Regions from separate parts of the Triticum aestivum genome. Here region 2 is linked to region 1. Evidence: chromatin contacts called from public Hi-C data. All regions are on one chromosome and are shown on one strand. The core of a region is the stretch at or near the end of the contact, and the rest is flanking DNA. Distances in the headings are between cores, read along the strand shown.

Evidence for each region. A called contact is a pair of places that touch in the nucleus more often than the background predicts.
Region 2: a contact with region 1 is called in a Hi-C map of leaf, with 2.9 times the contacts expected there. The contact joins the promoter of LOC123138195 here to the promoter of LOC123138191 in region 1. A contact is called at or near these places in 2 of 5 Hi-C or Micro-C datasets (both in leaf).

The regions. Positions count from the first base shown.
Region 1 is chr6B:590,773,628-590,781,568 of IWGSC CS RefSeq v2.1, forward strand. LOC123138191 reads left to right here and starts at 5,260. Exons shown (of 6, transcript XM_044558117.1): 1 at 5,260-5,445; 2 at 6,070-6,567; 3 at 6,670-6,813; 4 at 6,911-6,964; 5 at 7,109-7,284. The coding sequence starts at 6,141.
Region 2 is chr6B:591,252,394-591,260,334 of IWGSC CS RefSeq v2.1, forward strand. LOC123138195 (phosphatidylinositol transfer protein 3) reads left to right here and starts at 5,285. Exons shown (of 8, transcript XM_044558125.1): 1 at 5,285-5,938; 2 at 6,112-6,218; 3 at 6,319-7,313.

The DNA.
Region 1 (7,941 bases), core at 4,010-6,509:
ATATGGTGCGATCTATGATGTCTCTTACCGATTTACCGCTATCATTTTGGGGATACGCTCTAGAGACAGCTACATTCACTTTAAATAGGGCACCATCTAAATCCGTTGAGACGACACCGTATGAATTATGGTTTGGGAAGAAACCTAAGCTGTCATTTCTAAAAGTTTGGGGATGCGATGCTTATGTCAAGAAACTTCAACCTGAAAAGCTCGAACCCAAGTCGGAAAAATGCGTCTTCATAGGATACCCTAAAGAAACCATTGGGTATACCTTCTACTTAAGATCCGAGGGCAAGATCTTTGTTGCCAAGAACGGATCCTTTCTGGAAAAAGAGTTTCTCTCGAAAGAAGTAAGTGGGAGGAAAGTAGAACTCGATGAAGTACTACCTCTTGAACGGGATAGTAGTGCAGCTCAGGAAAATGTTCCTGTGATGCCTACACCAACTGAAGAGGAAAATAATGATGATGATCAAGGTACTTCGGATCAAGTTGCTACTGAACTTCGTAGGTCCACAAGGACATGTTCCGCACCAGAGTGGTACGGCAACCCTGTCCTGGAAATCATGTTGTTGGACAACGGTGAACCTTCGAACTATGAAGAAGCAATGGCGGGCCCAGATTCCAACAAATGGCTTGAAGCCATGAAATCCGAGATAGAATCCATGTATGAAAACAAAGTATGGACTTTGACAGACTTGCCCGATGAACGGCAAGCGATAGAAAACAAATGGATCTTTAAGAAGAAGACGAACGCGGATGGTAATATTACCGTCTATAAAGCTCGACTTGTCGCTAAGGGTTATCGACAAGTTCAAGGGATTGACTACGACGAGACATTCTCTCCCGTAGCGAAGCTGAAGTCCGTCCGAATCATGTTAGCAATTGCCGCATACTATGATTATGAGATATGGCAGATGGACGTCAAAACAGCATTCCTTAATGGACATCTTAAGGAAGAACTGTATATGATGCAGCCGAAAGGTTTTGTCGATCCTAAGAAGGCTAACAAAGTATGCAAGCTCCAGCAATCCATTTATGGGCTGGTGCAAGCATCTCGGAGTTGGAACATTCGCTTTGATGAGATGATCAAAGCGTTTGGATTTATGCAGACTTATGGAGAAGCCTGCGTTTACAAGAAAGTGAGTGGGAGCTCTGTAGCATTTCTCATATTATATGTAGATGACATACTTTTGATGGGAAATGATATAGAACTTTTGGACAGCATTAAGGCCTACTTGAATAAGTGTTTTTCAATGAAGGACCTTGGAGAAGCTGCTTATATATTAGGCATCAAGATCTATAGAGATAGATCGAGACGCCTCATAGGTCTTTCACAAAGCACATACCTTGATAAGATTTTGAAGAAGTTCAAAATGGATCAGTCCAAGAAGGGGTTCTTGCCTGTATTGCAAGGTGTGAGATTGAGCTCGGCTCAATGCCCGACCACGGCAAAAGATAAAGAAGAGATGAGTGTCATCCCCTATGCTTCAGCCATAGGATCTATTATGTATGCCATGCTATGTACCAGACCTGATGTAAACCTTGCCGTAAGTTTGGTAGGAAGGTACCAAAGTAATCCCGGCAAGGAACACTGGACAGCGGTCAAGAATATCCTAAAGTACTTGAAAAGGACGAAGGACATGTTTCTCGTTTATGGAGGTGACGAAGAGCTCGTCGTAAAGGGTTACGTCGACGCTAGCTTCGACACAGATCTGGATGACTCTAAGTCACAAGCTGGATACGTGTATATGTTGAATGGTGGAGCAGTATGGTGCAGCTGCAAGCAGAGCGTCGTGGCGGGATCTACATGTGAAGCGGAGTACATGGCAGCCTCGGAGGCAGCGCATGAAGCAATTTGGGTGAAGGAGTTCATCACCGACCTAGGAGTCATACCCAATGCGTCGGGGCCGATCAAACTCTTCTGTGACAACACTGGGGCTATTGCCCTTGCCAAGGAACCCAGGTTTCACAAGAAGACCAGACACATCAAGCGTCGTTTCAACTCCATCCGTGAAAATGTTCAAGATGGAGACATAGATATTTGCAAAGTACATACGGATCTGAATGTCGCAGATCCGTTGACTAAACCTCTCTCGCGAGCAAAACATGATCAACACCAGAACTCTATGGGTGTTCGATTCATCACAATGTAACTAGATTATTGACTCTAGTGTAAGTGGGAGACTGTTGGAAATATGCCCTAGAGGCAATAATAAAATGGTTATTATTATATTTCCTTGTTCATGATAATTGTCTTTTATTCATGCTATAACTGTATTATCCGGAAATCGTAATACACGTGTGAATACACAGACCATAACATGTCCCTAGTGAGCCTCTAGTTGACTAGCTCGTTGGTCAACAGATAGTCATGGTTTCCTGACTATGGACATTAGATGTCATTGACAACGAGATCACATCATTAAGAGAATGATGTGATGGACAAGACCCAATCCTAAGCATAGCGCAAGATCGTGTAGTTCGTTTTGCTAGAGCTTTTTCAATGTCAAGTATCTCTTCCTTAGACCATGAGATCGTGTAACTCCCGGATACCGTAAGAGTGCTTTGGGTGTACCAAACGTCACAACGTAACTGGGTGACTATAAAGGTGCACTACATGTATCTCCGAAAGTGTCTGTTGGGTTGACACGGATCGAGACTGGGATTTGTCACTCCGTATGACGGAGAGGTATCTCTGGGCCCACTCGGTAAGGCATCATCATAATGAGCTGAAAGTGACCAAGTGTTTGGTCATGGGATCATGCATTATGGTACGAGTAAAGTGACTTGCGGTAACGAGACTGAACGAGGTATTGGGATACCGACGATCGAGTCTCGGGCATGTAACGTACCGATTGACAAAGAGAATTGTATACGGGGTTGTTCGAATCCTCGACATCGTGGTTCATCCGATGAGATCATCGAGGAGCATGTGGGAGCCAACATGGGTATCCAGATCCCGCTGTTGGTTATTGCCCGAGAGCCATCTTGGTCATGTCTACGTGTCTCCCGAACCCGTAGGGTCTACACACTTAAGGTTCGGTGACGCCTAGGGTTGTATGAATATGAGTATGCAGCATACCGAATGTTGTTCGGAGTCCCAGATGAGATCCCGGACGTCACGAGGAGTTCCGGAATGGTCCGGAGGTGAAGAATTATATATAGGAAGTGATATTTCGGCCATCGGGAAAGTTTCGGGGTCGCCCGGTATTGTACCGGGACCACCGAAAGGGTCCCGGGGGTCCACCGGGTGGGGCCACCCATCCCGGAGGGCCCCAAGGGCTGAAGTGGGGAGGGGAACCAGCCCATAGTGGGCTGTCGCGCCCCCCTTGGCCCACCCCCTGCGCCTAGGGTTGAAACCCTAGGGGGGGGCCCACTTGCCTTGGGGGGTACTCCACCCCCTTGGCCGCCGCCCCCCTTGGGAGATTGGATCTCCCAGGGCCAGCGCCCTCCCTTGGGGGCCTATATAAAGGGGGGGGGAGGGGGCAGCCGCACCCTGCAGTTCTGGCGCCTCCCTCCCCCTGCTACACCTCTTCCTCCTCCGTCACGTGCTTGGCGAAGCCCTGCCGGAGTGCTGCTGTTCCACCACCACCACGCCGTTGTGCTGCTGCTGGAGCCATCATCATCAACCTCTCCTTCCCCCTTGCTGGATCAAGAAGGAGGAGACGTCATCCGCTCCGTACGTGTGTTGAACGCGGAGGTGCCGTCCGTTCGGCGCTAGGATCTCCGGTGATAGGATCACGACGAGAACGACTACTTCAACCCCGTTCTTTTGAACGCTTCCGCTCGCGATCTACAAAGTGGTATGTAGATGCATCTTCCATGACTCGTTGCTTAGATGAACTCATAGATGGATCTTGGTGAAACCGTAGGAAATTTTTTAATTTTCTGCAACGTTCCCCAACAGAGCGCCGGCGGCGTCCCGGTGCCCCTAGCGCCCACCGATGCCGAACGGCATGCCGAGATAGCGCGCATCCGTTCGTCGCTGTCGGAGGCGCAACGGAATGAGCCGAGGTACGCCGTCGACAGCCACATGCTATGGACGATGTACTTCGATTGTCGCCACGCCGATCAGGTCGCCTCCACAAACGACACCGTGCCCTGTGGATGCCTCAACTCCGACGGGCGGCGCTAATGGTGGGGCATTTCCGGCCGCACCCTCGAGGCCGGCAACACGCCGCACCTCGAGTACCCGGCGCCCCCGCCCTTCTATCACCGTCGCGGTAGTTCCTGGATGCCACGGCGAATGGAGATGGCTACCTCCTCGTCGGCGGGCTCTGACTCGCTTCCCTTCGGGTCGCCGACGCTCCGCCCCGTCAAGCCAGAGCCGCAGTCATCAATGAGGGCGACCGCCCATCCCCTCGTTCCCTCCGCCTCGTTCGGTCGAAGACCGAGCCGGGGTTGCTCCCCGTGAAGAAGGAGCACGAGGAGATGGCCGCCGATGACGAGACCATCCTCAAGTGGGCGAAGGCGGACTACGTCCGCGAGCTGGTGGAGCGCCAGCGCCGGGCCTATGAGGAGATCAAAGCTCGACACCGCGGACGCGGTGAGGGCGTCGTTGTCGTCCTCGACAGTGACGACGAGGACGCGCTCGGGCCGTCCAACCCTTCGCGCGTCGGCGACCCTGGTCAGGGGTGCAGCAGGGACGGGGGCGGCACCACGCAGGGCGGCGACGACGATGATGACGATGACTACACCCGGTTCTACAGGCTCCTCGGCATGTAGAAGGCGGACGCCGACAACGACGTAGTAGGGCTAGGCGTACTTGTTTTTAAATCATGTTTGCTGTTTTTGTACAAATTTGAATGAAATCGCCGAGTTTGTGTCATGTTTGTGTCGAGTTGTGTCGATTTGGGGGCGGCGACTGGCAACACGTTCGCCCCGACATCGAAATTAACGCCGGCTCGGCCCAGACGGCGTTTTTTCGGCGTCCTAGGGGACAAACGGCCGGAGATGCTTTAAGATACAACTCCACTCTCTCTTGTTTACTTATAGTGCCTGATCTCGTATGTAAGAGAGATCCGACGGCGGTGGAGGTGGCCGATCCGGGTGCACGATTCGCTGCACCGACGCCTAGCGTTGCGGCATCGGAGCAGATCCACGGAACGCCGAACGACCGACGCGACGGACCCGTGGCGGGGCAGGTCCATCCTATTCCTACCAACCAACGCGCGCCGACCCGAGCGGAACCTCCCGCGCCCGGCGCGCGCGCACGGGCACGGCGCCCAAATCTCCGAACGCGAGCGCGCGCAACCCGGGACCGCCAGGCGCCAGGCCTTCCCCGCTCGCGCCGCCCCGCCCCGCTCCAACCCTTTTCGCCTCCACCCCCACCCCCACAACCAGAGAGAGAGAGAGAGAGTCCCTTCCCACCCCACCCCACTCTCCTCGCGCGCCCCCCGCTCCGGAGGGCGATCTCGGGAGGAACGGCGGGCGTCCCGCGGCGAGGTCTGCGCCCCCAAACCCTACCCCTCCTCTCCGTCTCGCCACCGCATCTGTAGGTTTTGGCCCGGTGGCTACTACGCGGGAGGCTGGGGGGTGAGGCCACCGCCCCACCATGTTTCCTGTCAGATTCGGCTTCCCCCCCTTCCGGTGTAGAGCTGGAATCCCCGTTGATCCATCCTGACGATAGACTCGCCGTTTCCATGTTTTTGTAGCGACTCTACTTTGTACTAAGACGACGGAATGGAACCCTATTTCCCCGCTAAATCGTTGTCAACTCTGCGGAATTAACGCGCATTACGTCCTATGTATTCTTTTGGGGGGCGAGAGCGGGAGGATTCCGTCTCAGAAACCCTCGATCTCATCCAATTTTGCATCCATTGGCACTTAGTCGGCTTGATTTACGCTGAATATTCAGTTAGCTCCTAGCCTCCGAGCACATGGGATTCCTTTTGCTTCCCGTTGTCCTGTATATAAGACGGCACAACCATTTTCACTATTCGCAAACATTAGCCCTTTGTTTTGGCTCTAAAATCTAAACCATGCTTATGTGCATTTACCCCCTTCTTTCTCAACACAGTATGAATACATCACTCACATTGTATTTTGTTTCTGAATTGATCAATGCAGTTGTATTATATGGTTGTCGGCCGCGATTTTGCTGTTAATCTTGTCAAGTTGGTGAGTACCTGGAAGCTGCAATGACTGAAAACACCCAGGGCAGTGTCCGGCGGGCCTTTGGAGACCTGACAAATGTCCTTGGCAAGCGGCCAGCCTCATGCGATCTGGAGAAGAATGCAGGTGGAGTCAAGATTAGTCGGGTCGAAAAGGTCGCTGACCCTAGGAAAGAGTCTGATGAAAAGGCAAAGGCCAATGCTGGGGCATCAGGAAACCTTTTTGAAGTTCTGGTTGATGGTATTGGCAAAGAGGACTTCGCAAGGACTTCAATTTTCCGTGGAGCCAAGGTTCAGCACATGGCTGCTCAGGCAGCTGGGCTACTATCCAAGGATGATGATGACGCGAGGAATCGTTGCGTATCTTTGGATTCTTCTGGCCTCAACGACAAGGCGGAGTCTTCCTTGGAATCAGAGGGTGGCTGTGAAGGGGAAGATGATGAAGACACTGATAGTGAGTTGCTGCCATATGCCAGTGAGGCTAGTAAGATTGTAATTAATGATAAGACTAATGAGGGTGAATGTCTGACTCAAGAGGAGATGGTTGTATCACCAGGAAATCAGAATTCGCAGTCTTCATTTGACGCTACAGCTCGTGATGACATGACATGTACAAATGTCCAGCATCCTCCAATGGAGGTTGGTGGCTTGGAAAAATCATGTGCTACAAAGTCTTGCACTTGCTCTTTCTGTCTTAAGGGTATGTTTACATGAATTTCTTGCTTCCACATGTATTGTATGTGTCATTATGATGCCATGTGAACATACACCTTATCTCTTTATTCCTGTCCGAACAGCTGCTTTTATGTGGACTAATCTCCATTATCAGGATGCAAGAAGCCGGCTTGGTGGTAATTCTCGGCATATTCAATTCACTCTCCCCCTCCCCCCCCCCCCCCCTCTCTCTAAGCAGTACACGTAGTGTGGTTTCTTTCTTTGTTCACAATTGATCATTTTACTAATATTAATTCCATCTCTGTCAAACCTTTCTTTAGCATTGAAGAAGAGCATAAAGTTTGCTAGATCGCTAGAGGCAAAGAGGCAAGGAAATGAATTCAATGCAGACAGATACTCAAAAAGAGCTGCAGAGATGGGATTCAAACTATCTCAACAACAGAGATCACTCTTTCTTCATACTGAAAATGCCCTTGTTCGTGAATCTGCCCAGCTCGTAAGTTGTTTTACACCTACAATATCCCAACTTAGTCAAAATTATGCCGACGGTGTATTGGTATCAATTTGTATGGTGTCACTGCGGTTAGTAGCGAATAGTTGTGATTGTCACAGTTTACTCTCTGTGTAAATGCTGTTTGCTTGCACTGGTAAATTTTGAGGGACCATTGGTTTGTTAGTTTGCGGAGGATCAGTTATGAATTTAGCCCTGCTGTGGTACTCAGTAGTCTGGCCTTCAATTTATCATTACATTTTTGGGCCAACACAAAAGGCAAATACTTCTGCCTCACAAAATATTTCATGACCAGCTCAACACCATAGTTATTCTAAAGATACTCTTGTACTCGATATTTTTCAGTGCCTATCTAGGCATGTTAAGTAGGCAGTTGGTGTCATTTTTTTGCCACATATTAGACGGTGTATGTTACCACCTATCTTTTCATCTGTATTTGCTAAAACATAATTGCTAGGATTCTTCCAAGTTGATAACCTGTTGTGGCATACTAGTTGTAGAAACAACAGAGAAGTACATGGTGCCTCACACAATGTAGTCGCAACAATGGCCTCCACCATGACGGGCTTTGCCTATTTGGGCCAATTATTGACTCGGGTTCTTTTGGCTTCTCGTTTTCCCTTTCACTTTATCTTTCTACTT
Region 2 (7,941 bases), core at 4,035-6,534, 480 kb after region 1:
TGCATGTGTCCGAGCCGCCGGTGTTGGCTAATCGCCCCCGCTTCTGCATGGCTTGGTAATCAATCGATCTGGTCAGTCAAACGCCCGCTGGATCGTGTGGTTGACGTTCCCGCACGTACGTAAGGCCGGCCGGGGTGCATGGTGATTTCTCCGATGCAAGCGCGCTCACATGCATGTGTCCGACCCACCCGTGTTGGTTAATCGGCCTCCGCTTTTGCATGGCCTGGTGGTCAATCGATCGGTGCAATCAAAGGTCCACTGGACTATGGAGCAGTGTACATGTGATGAGGCGTAGGCACATGCATGCAACTGTTGCGAAAGGCCCATCCCTGAACGTGTAGGTGGTACATGCAACGCCTAGATGCTAGGCGTTACACTGTATAGTGTGACGCCTAGCTTTTAGGCGTTGCACACTAACTTAGCAATTTTCAGGCAGTCCGAAGTGCGACGCTTGTCAGATGTGTAACGCCTTACGTTCAGACGCTGCACAGTGCAGTGTGGCGCCTGGCTGTCGGGCGCTACATGATAGGGTCGGAGGTGAAATTTTTTTAAGAACAGTTCATTTCGTGAATTAATTTCGGTTACGGGTCAAATTTGTTGTTTTTGCCCCCACGCGCCATGCCGGTGCACGAAGACAAAAGATGGACACACTTAGTCCCATCCTGGCAGTGGACGCCGGTCACTGTAGCGTGGTGGTGCGCATTAAATGCCTCTGACATGCAGATTCTCTAGTTCCTTCACGATAATGGAACTACTTCACGGGAAACCATGCTTCACGGGCGATAGCGCTTGGCGGCGAGCATGAGCCCCGCCAACCGAGTAGTGGCTGGGGTGCCAACATGGTGCCATGTAATCCTTCCAAGGGTGAACTAATGATGCGTTGCTCGTCGGGAACCACTGTCAAGCCCCATGTTCCGCCGAGGACCTCCTATGTGACGCGCATTGCGTCCAACAGACGCGCGCCACACAGGGGGGGTCGCCCGACTGGGCGGCCCAGCTTAATGTGAACTACGACTGAACACATGTGATAATTCCAAAAATAGTTAAGTGCCTACAAGGGATCGAACCAAAGACCTTGCAACAACTTAGTACGTACTACATGCGACTTCATGTCTAAGATGGCATCCGAGATTATATGAACTATCAGACGCGATAGATGTCAACTTATTTTTAAATTTCGAATTTGATTTTTTTCAAAAAATAAATATTTTCTGCAACACCAACATTTTTTGAAGAAAGAGGAACAAGATCAAATAATTAAATATTGTTTGAATTTACAAACATTTTTTAGAAACATGATTTTCTCGAAAAACATGAAAATACTTGGCAGCATAAACATTTTTATAAAATAACAAACATTTTTTTCCAAATCATGAACATTTTTTGTATTTGCGAACAAATTTTGAAAACATGTTTTTTTTTATTTGTGAACAAATTTGGAATTGTTTGAAAACATGAAAAGACTTGAAAACTGAAACATTATTTGAAATTCCCAAACATTTTTTAGATTTGTGACAAAAATAAGAATGCGAACATATTTGAAATTCCTAGACTTTTTTTGTGAATTTTAGAAAGAATTTTCGAAATATGAAGAATTTTCAAATTCTTGAACAAAATTTCCCGAACATATTTTTAATTTGCAAACAAATTTTCAAAACACGATCATTTTTAAAATTTGCAAATAAAATTTTGTAAGTGGGAACATATTTTGAAATTCTCCAGCAATGTCGGAATTTGTGGACAAAATTTAAAATGCGCACATTTGTAAAATTTCTGACCACTTGTCGAAAAGGGAAAAAACTTGAAAAAGGAAATTACATAGGAAAGAAAATAAAAAGAGAAATGGAAAAGGGAAAAATGGAAAATTAAAAATAAAAAGAGAGAAAGAAGTAACAGGAAAAAACCGGCTTCAGAGAAACTTCTGGAAGGTTCCCAAAACCGATAAAACCAGACAGGAACCTGCTAGAAGGTTCCTAAAACCAACGTGACAGGTGACAGATGACGTAACTGGGCCGGTCCAATGCACTCGATCCTGCTCGATGCCTGTGTGTTTGCTCGAAATTATGACGCACCGAGCGTCCAATAGGGATTTCCGTTCCGCCGACCCATGGTACCATGGTTCTGATTGGGCCGACAATGACGGTAAATTCTCTAGAGAAGGAGTGATGACGATGACGCATGTGCGTTATCTCGGCAATGCCCTCTTTATAGTGCTGTGAGTGGGTCTTGTGTGCCGCTCATCGATTGTGATGACTTTCGCTCGGTTTTTCATAATTAATCGGGTAATCTGATTTTAGCTCGGTTTTGGCTAATTAAAAAAACTTCTTAATAAATGCAGCAATCCTACCATTTAAAAAAACTGGACTTAGCCGGCCCATTAGAAATCGCTCTCTGCGATTACTGTTGTACACAGCCACAAGGAGCACCCCAGCGAGACAACTACAAACCTCATTGCTCATGTCACGTCCTGTTCAGCTCCAAAAGAAAAGTCACCTCCTGCCCAATAGACCGTCATTTCCGGCTGCTAAAATCCACGCGGACGGATCGAACCACGTGTTCCCGGCAAACGTGAATCATGCACCCTGGATCTACAGTATCGTGACAGCTAGCTTAGCATACCATGCTTGCATAACTGCGGAACAACCCAATTTATATACTCGTGGACCTAACTGTACTGCTTCATGTCAAGCAGGGCGGTTTATTCTGAAAATTTTAAAAGGGATAACGTACACCTAGAGTACCAAGGACATTTTTCTTGTCCAAGTCGAACCAACTAGGCCCACTTGCATACTTCAATCATGTCACGTGGGAGAATATCTCATGGTTCCTGTAAACCAAGTAACCAACCAGTGACAAAGGCTAGACGAGTACCCATAGAAACATAATAATTATACATGCATCCCACATCCTTCAACCCTAGCCGGCACCAAAGCCTTCTGCATGACACCGCCTTGATCCTCCTCGCTCTCCCGTCCGGCGGTCTCATCGACGACAAGATGAGTTTGGAGTCGACTCTTTCGTTTTTTTCGTCAGCATTACTAGGTTTGTGTTCTTTTTAGGTTTTGATTTTCTGTTAGCATCGACGGGATGGCGTCGGCGATGCGCATTGAAATAAAGCATTTTCGATAGTCGTCTTTTTTTCAGTTTTACTAGGTTTGTGTTCTCTTTATGTTTTGGTTTTCTGATAGGATCGGCGAGATGGCGACGGCGATGCACATTGAGATAAGCCTTTTCGATAGCTTCCTACATCGATGACGTTCAATCCGACATGGATGAAGGGCTTGTGTAGTATTTTGGTGTGATGACTTCAACATCTTCTTTTGATTTGTCTGCTCTTGTTTCTCTAATCATTTGGATTTGTGGTGAAGAGTTGTACCAGTGTGTTGTGGGGGGTGATGCCCCAACCGATGTTTCTTCAACAATTTCTAGTTCAAGCGGCGAGGGTGTTTGCAGGTGTCCTTTTCCTATGATGTCAATTTATTGAAATTTTCAATCTCCAATGGTCGGCGTACTATCGAAGGAAAAAAGATAATCGACATGATTTTTAGTGTAAATTTGTTTTTCTTGATAATTAACAAATCTAAGATACTGTTACCTTTAAAAAAACAGCCACAAGGGCTAACAAACTAGTAATAATAATAAGATTGTAAAGGAGATATACAATCGTTGTCCTTGATGATGTTGATGCCAAGTCTAAGTTAGAAACGAGCTTCATTTGTAAAAAAAAAATGCCCTGTTTGCTAGCTAATATGGAGTAAATTCCATTTTTATCCCCAAATTTCAAATTGTGCTCCATTTAACATATTTTTTTACTGAATTTAAACAAATAGTCGCCACTTTCTACCCTTTTTTGCCATTCTGATTGGTTGGGCCCACGTGTAAGTGTTGACTTGGCCTGCCAAATGGCTGGTTTACTTCTTCAAATGCTTGTTGGGTTCCGGTTCTAGCGGTACCAACTTTTCATGTGGCCACAACAATTAGAGCCCCGAGCATGGCACCCACTGTCCATGCCTTAGAACACACGCCTAATGTCAATGCCTCACCACGCAGTTTCATCTTGGCCAGCGGAGCAACTCCTTCGGAGGAATCGACTCGGGAAGCCATGTATCACCATCACCCATTTTTCCTTCCTCGTCTCTGGTCCTGTCGGGACCATAATTGATCTGTCGCTACAGTCACGTCCCCGCTCTTTGTTCTCCCCTTATCGACTTATGGTGTTGTGATGAAGCTCTTGTAGCTGTTCCCAGGCAGCCCTTCATCCTCGAGCTGTGACCCCACAAGCGTCAGCTTCGGTATCCTCCATTGACAATGGTGTCATTGCTTTTGAGCTCCCCTAGCTCGGTAGGGCGTCCTGGCATGTTCGTGGTGTGCCTCTATTCCTGTTTCACCTCTTCCGTCTTCCTGTCTTGTCTTCTATCACTCCCGAGCCGAACACACACTCGGCGTATCCCCGCTTCCTGTCCATCCCGTGAACATGGGCTTACTGCACCAGCAACGCCGCTACTCCAGCGTGCAGATGGATGGCCCCGTGCAGGCGAGGGAGAGGCACCCAACAACAACAGTACTCGCTGAAACAACTAAAAAGAAAAACCAGATGCACCGAAAGAAAACGGGTTGGCCAAATTAACCAACCCACATGGCATCCAAGTCAACACTTACATGTGGGCCGACTAGTCATAACACAATAATAAAAAAATTAGAATAAAAATTGCAACAGTTTGCATGAACGAAATTGAATAATAAAAATTGAAAAAAAGCTGCTGAATAGTAAGGTAGATAATGTCACAAACATGAAACTTAGGGTAACTCCAATATTTATCCCCGTTGCTAAACCAACAATATTCTTGGTAGAGTAGACCGCACATAACTAGAATACTAGGCCCGTAAGGGTTCCTTTTCCCTGGTTTTTTTGAACTTTTTTTGACCGCTGTGTAAAAATGACGCGTGTCTGGAAGAGTTTGTAGGCGTTTTCTCTCCTGGCGTGGTAGTTACCTATTTATGTGGCCTTATCTACCATCAGTTTCCAGAGAGTCCTTGCCTTTTTTTATCTGTCTCCGCGTTTTCCACGTTCGATTCACAGGGTTGTTGCCGGTTTAGGTGTGTTGGTCCCACGCGTCTTTTTTCTGTTTTTTTAAGTTTTTTGGGTGTACAACATGTCAATCTGGATGTCACGCGTGCAGTCCTGAGGGTAAAAAGGGATTGTCAGATCGACACGTCAACTTATCTAGAGACGTCCTGTCCTCTGTATAAATGAGACGCACGTCTCCTCTCATTGCCTCCGAGCAGTCGCTCGAGATCGAGTCAGCCAGCGGCCTGCAGCGATTCCCCACGCCCCCTCCCCATACCCTCCACCTTATCTCTTGATGCCGCCGGAGGGAGCTTCTCCCCGTGCCCTCCATCTCATCTCTTACCACCGGCCGGAGGGAGCTCCGTCGCTCTCCTTCAGTACGCCGCTCTTCTTTCCCCAAGACGACGAAAAACACAAAACGGGGACATACCATATGGCAAGGGGCTCCTCCATCGCTGCTTGGGTTATCGGTGGTGGTGTTGGCATTGAAGGATGGGGCGGCAATGCCATTGGAGTCTTGGAAAAGCAGCTCGGGCAGAGGAAGAGGACGCGCCCGGCGTCGGAGGAGGCTGGGCGGGAGACGATTGTTCTGCTGCAGGTACGTGAACATGGTGTCTAGGTTGACACGCTAGCCTCCTCTAGCAGCCTCTCTGCCCCGCGCCAGCTCTAGCCCCTCGCTTGCTGCCTCCTGCGACGCTGGTGTTCAGCTCGCATGCGAGGTGTTCTAGCAATTGACCAAACCGAGCCAAGCGTGAGCATGAACGATGGTCACATACTTTCCTTCGTCAAGTAGTCCAGTACTGCACCAGAAGCGACGTCGGCCGAAACAGGAGAGGAAGAGGCCACAGAAGGATTCTTGCGTCCCAAATGGTATGTTCATTTTTGCCAATTCATGATCCATCATTACCTGACTCACGATGTCCAGTGGACTCAGCTCACAGTGATTGATGATTGATCAATAGCAACACGATTTGATTCTCAATTTACAAGTTGATTTCACCGCTATGGATTGGATTAATCTGATTTTTGATATTTTGGTTTAGTGAGTTTCAGGTTCACGGTCTGGATGGTGGATTCGTTCTTCAGCTCCGGCGAGGTCATCATGTGCCGGTACATCTCACCTTCAAGCACATGTTGCAGACTCCGACTGGTGTGGCTCCGTCCCTTCCCAGTCCTATTTTTCTTTACTCTCCCTTGGTTACTGTTTGCCTTAATCTTGATTTGTTTTGTTGGTTCATGTTGTTCATTAGTTCTTTCTTTGCTGGATGTTCGGCCCGCTGATGCTGCATGGAAGCATTCGAAGTGAAAAATATCTTCACATACTTTCCTGTAAGTGCATCTCCCCGTCTTAATTTGGGTTGCTCTCACTGTCCCGCTTACCTGTTCTGCTTCGCCCATCATTCAGAGTTAGGTTGGTTCATGAGATCAGATAATGTACTGCCATTTATTTTACCCAACTGCTACATTCAAGATCGAGGAGTACAAGTGTCTATTGATCTGAACACAAAGTGTTACAATAGATTATCTCTGCAAGTGGATAAGGTGGTCATATGTTAGCCTACACTTTTGGACCAAAACAGTTTTACATGGGCTTCTCCGGAGGAAAAGGAAACCCCACTTGAACTTTTAGCTTCCCGTATATGTGAGATCACTTGCTGAGTTTTCCCACATCATAGCTTTTCTTGTGAATTCATGGGATCTTAGATTTTAATCAAGTCATGCAGTTCTGAGTTTTAATTCATGTGCAATAGTCACAAACAGATCTGTCTTGCATTCAAAATATTGCAGGCTTGAACTTATTTACATTTCAGTTAAATTTTGTTCACCAATGTCAGCCAATGTGAGAGCAAAGTTTTCCTCCGATTATTCTAAATTATCCTTGGACTATTCTGAATCTGTAAATGGATGTTGAATTCTTAATACATCTATGCCATCTATAGAAAACAATGGCCTCGCGTGCCACTGTGCAGTGAACACTGAACAAGTCTCGAATCAATATGCATTTGCGATTTGTGGTTCTGTCCTGTTTTAGTAGGGTTGTCTTCAATAATCTTTTGGTAATTTTGTAGATTAGGAAGTTTAATTCTTTTCCGATAATAGTTTAATAGTAGTCAAGATATGCTACTGCATGTCCATTTTACTGTATATATCTGTTTTTACACTTCTATTATAGGTCTGGGAGTATTATGCCGAGCCTCCCCAGCAAGGTTTTCAATATTAAGGGGGAAATCTGAAGGTGTATAAGGTAAAGAGACAGAGCTCTAGATACATTTGGTAATAAATTTTCTTTATACCTTGCATTATAATTACACATGGGAAATACAGATGAGGTGCCTGATGTCAGCTGCAATCACAGATCTAAGAATCAGCTTTTTAAATGTAATTGATAAAATGATCAATGATTAAATGCGTGACCCACTACGGAGAGAAAGTGTAAGAACGACACACCTAGGATTAACCCTGACTGTTATCAAGTTCAGGTATTTCCATTACTGTATAGATTCAAGCAGTGTGTTGTAGTTACCATGACACATATCTTCACGAGAGAAGTTTTTGTTAAGCAGTAGCTTAGGATAGCTTTTCTTCAGTATGGTTCAGATCACCATTATTGCATGAAATATATAAGAACATACTCATTACCTGTGTAAAATCTTACAACAGAGAAATAATGTTTATGCAGACTGAACTTGTTATTCTGCGAACTTACGTTGACACAAACTATTGACTGGGTCTCTGGCTTGGCGCTACCTGTATGAGGTACACCCTTATGGTGTTGTAGGTACCATTTTTATTGGCCTGCTGGTACATATTCAGTTAATCACACAGAGTTATTGGAATATAGGCAAGACTGTAGTATGTGTTCATCTGGAAGC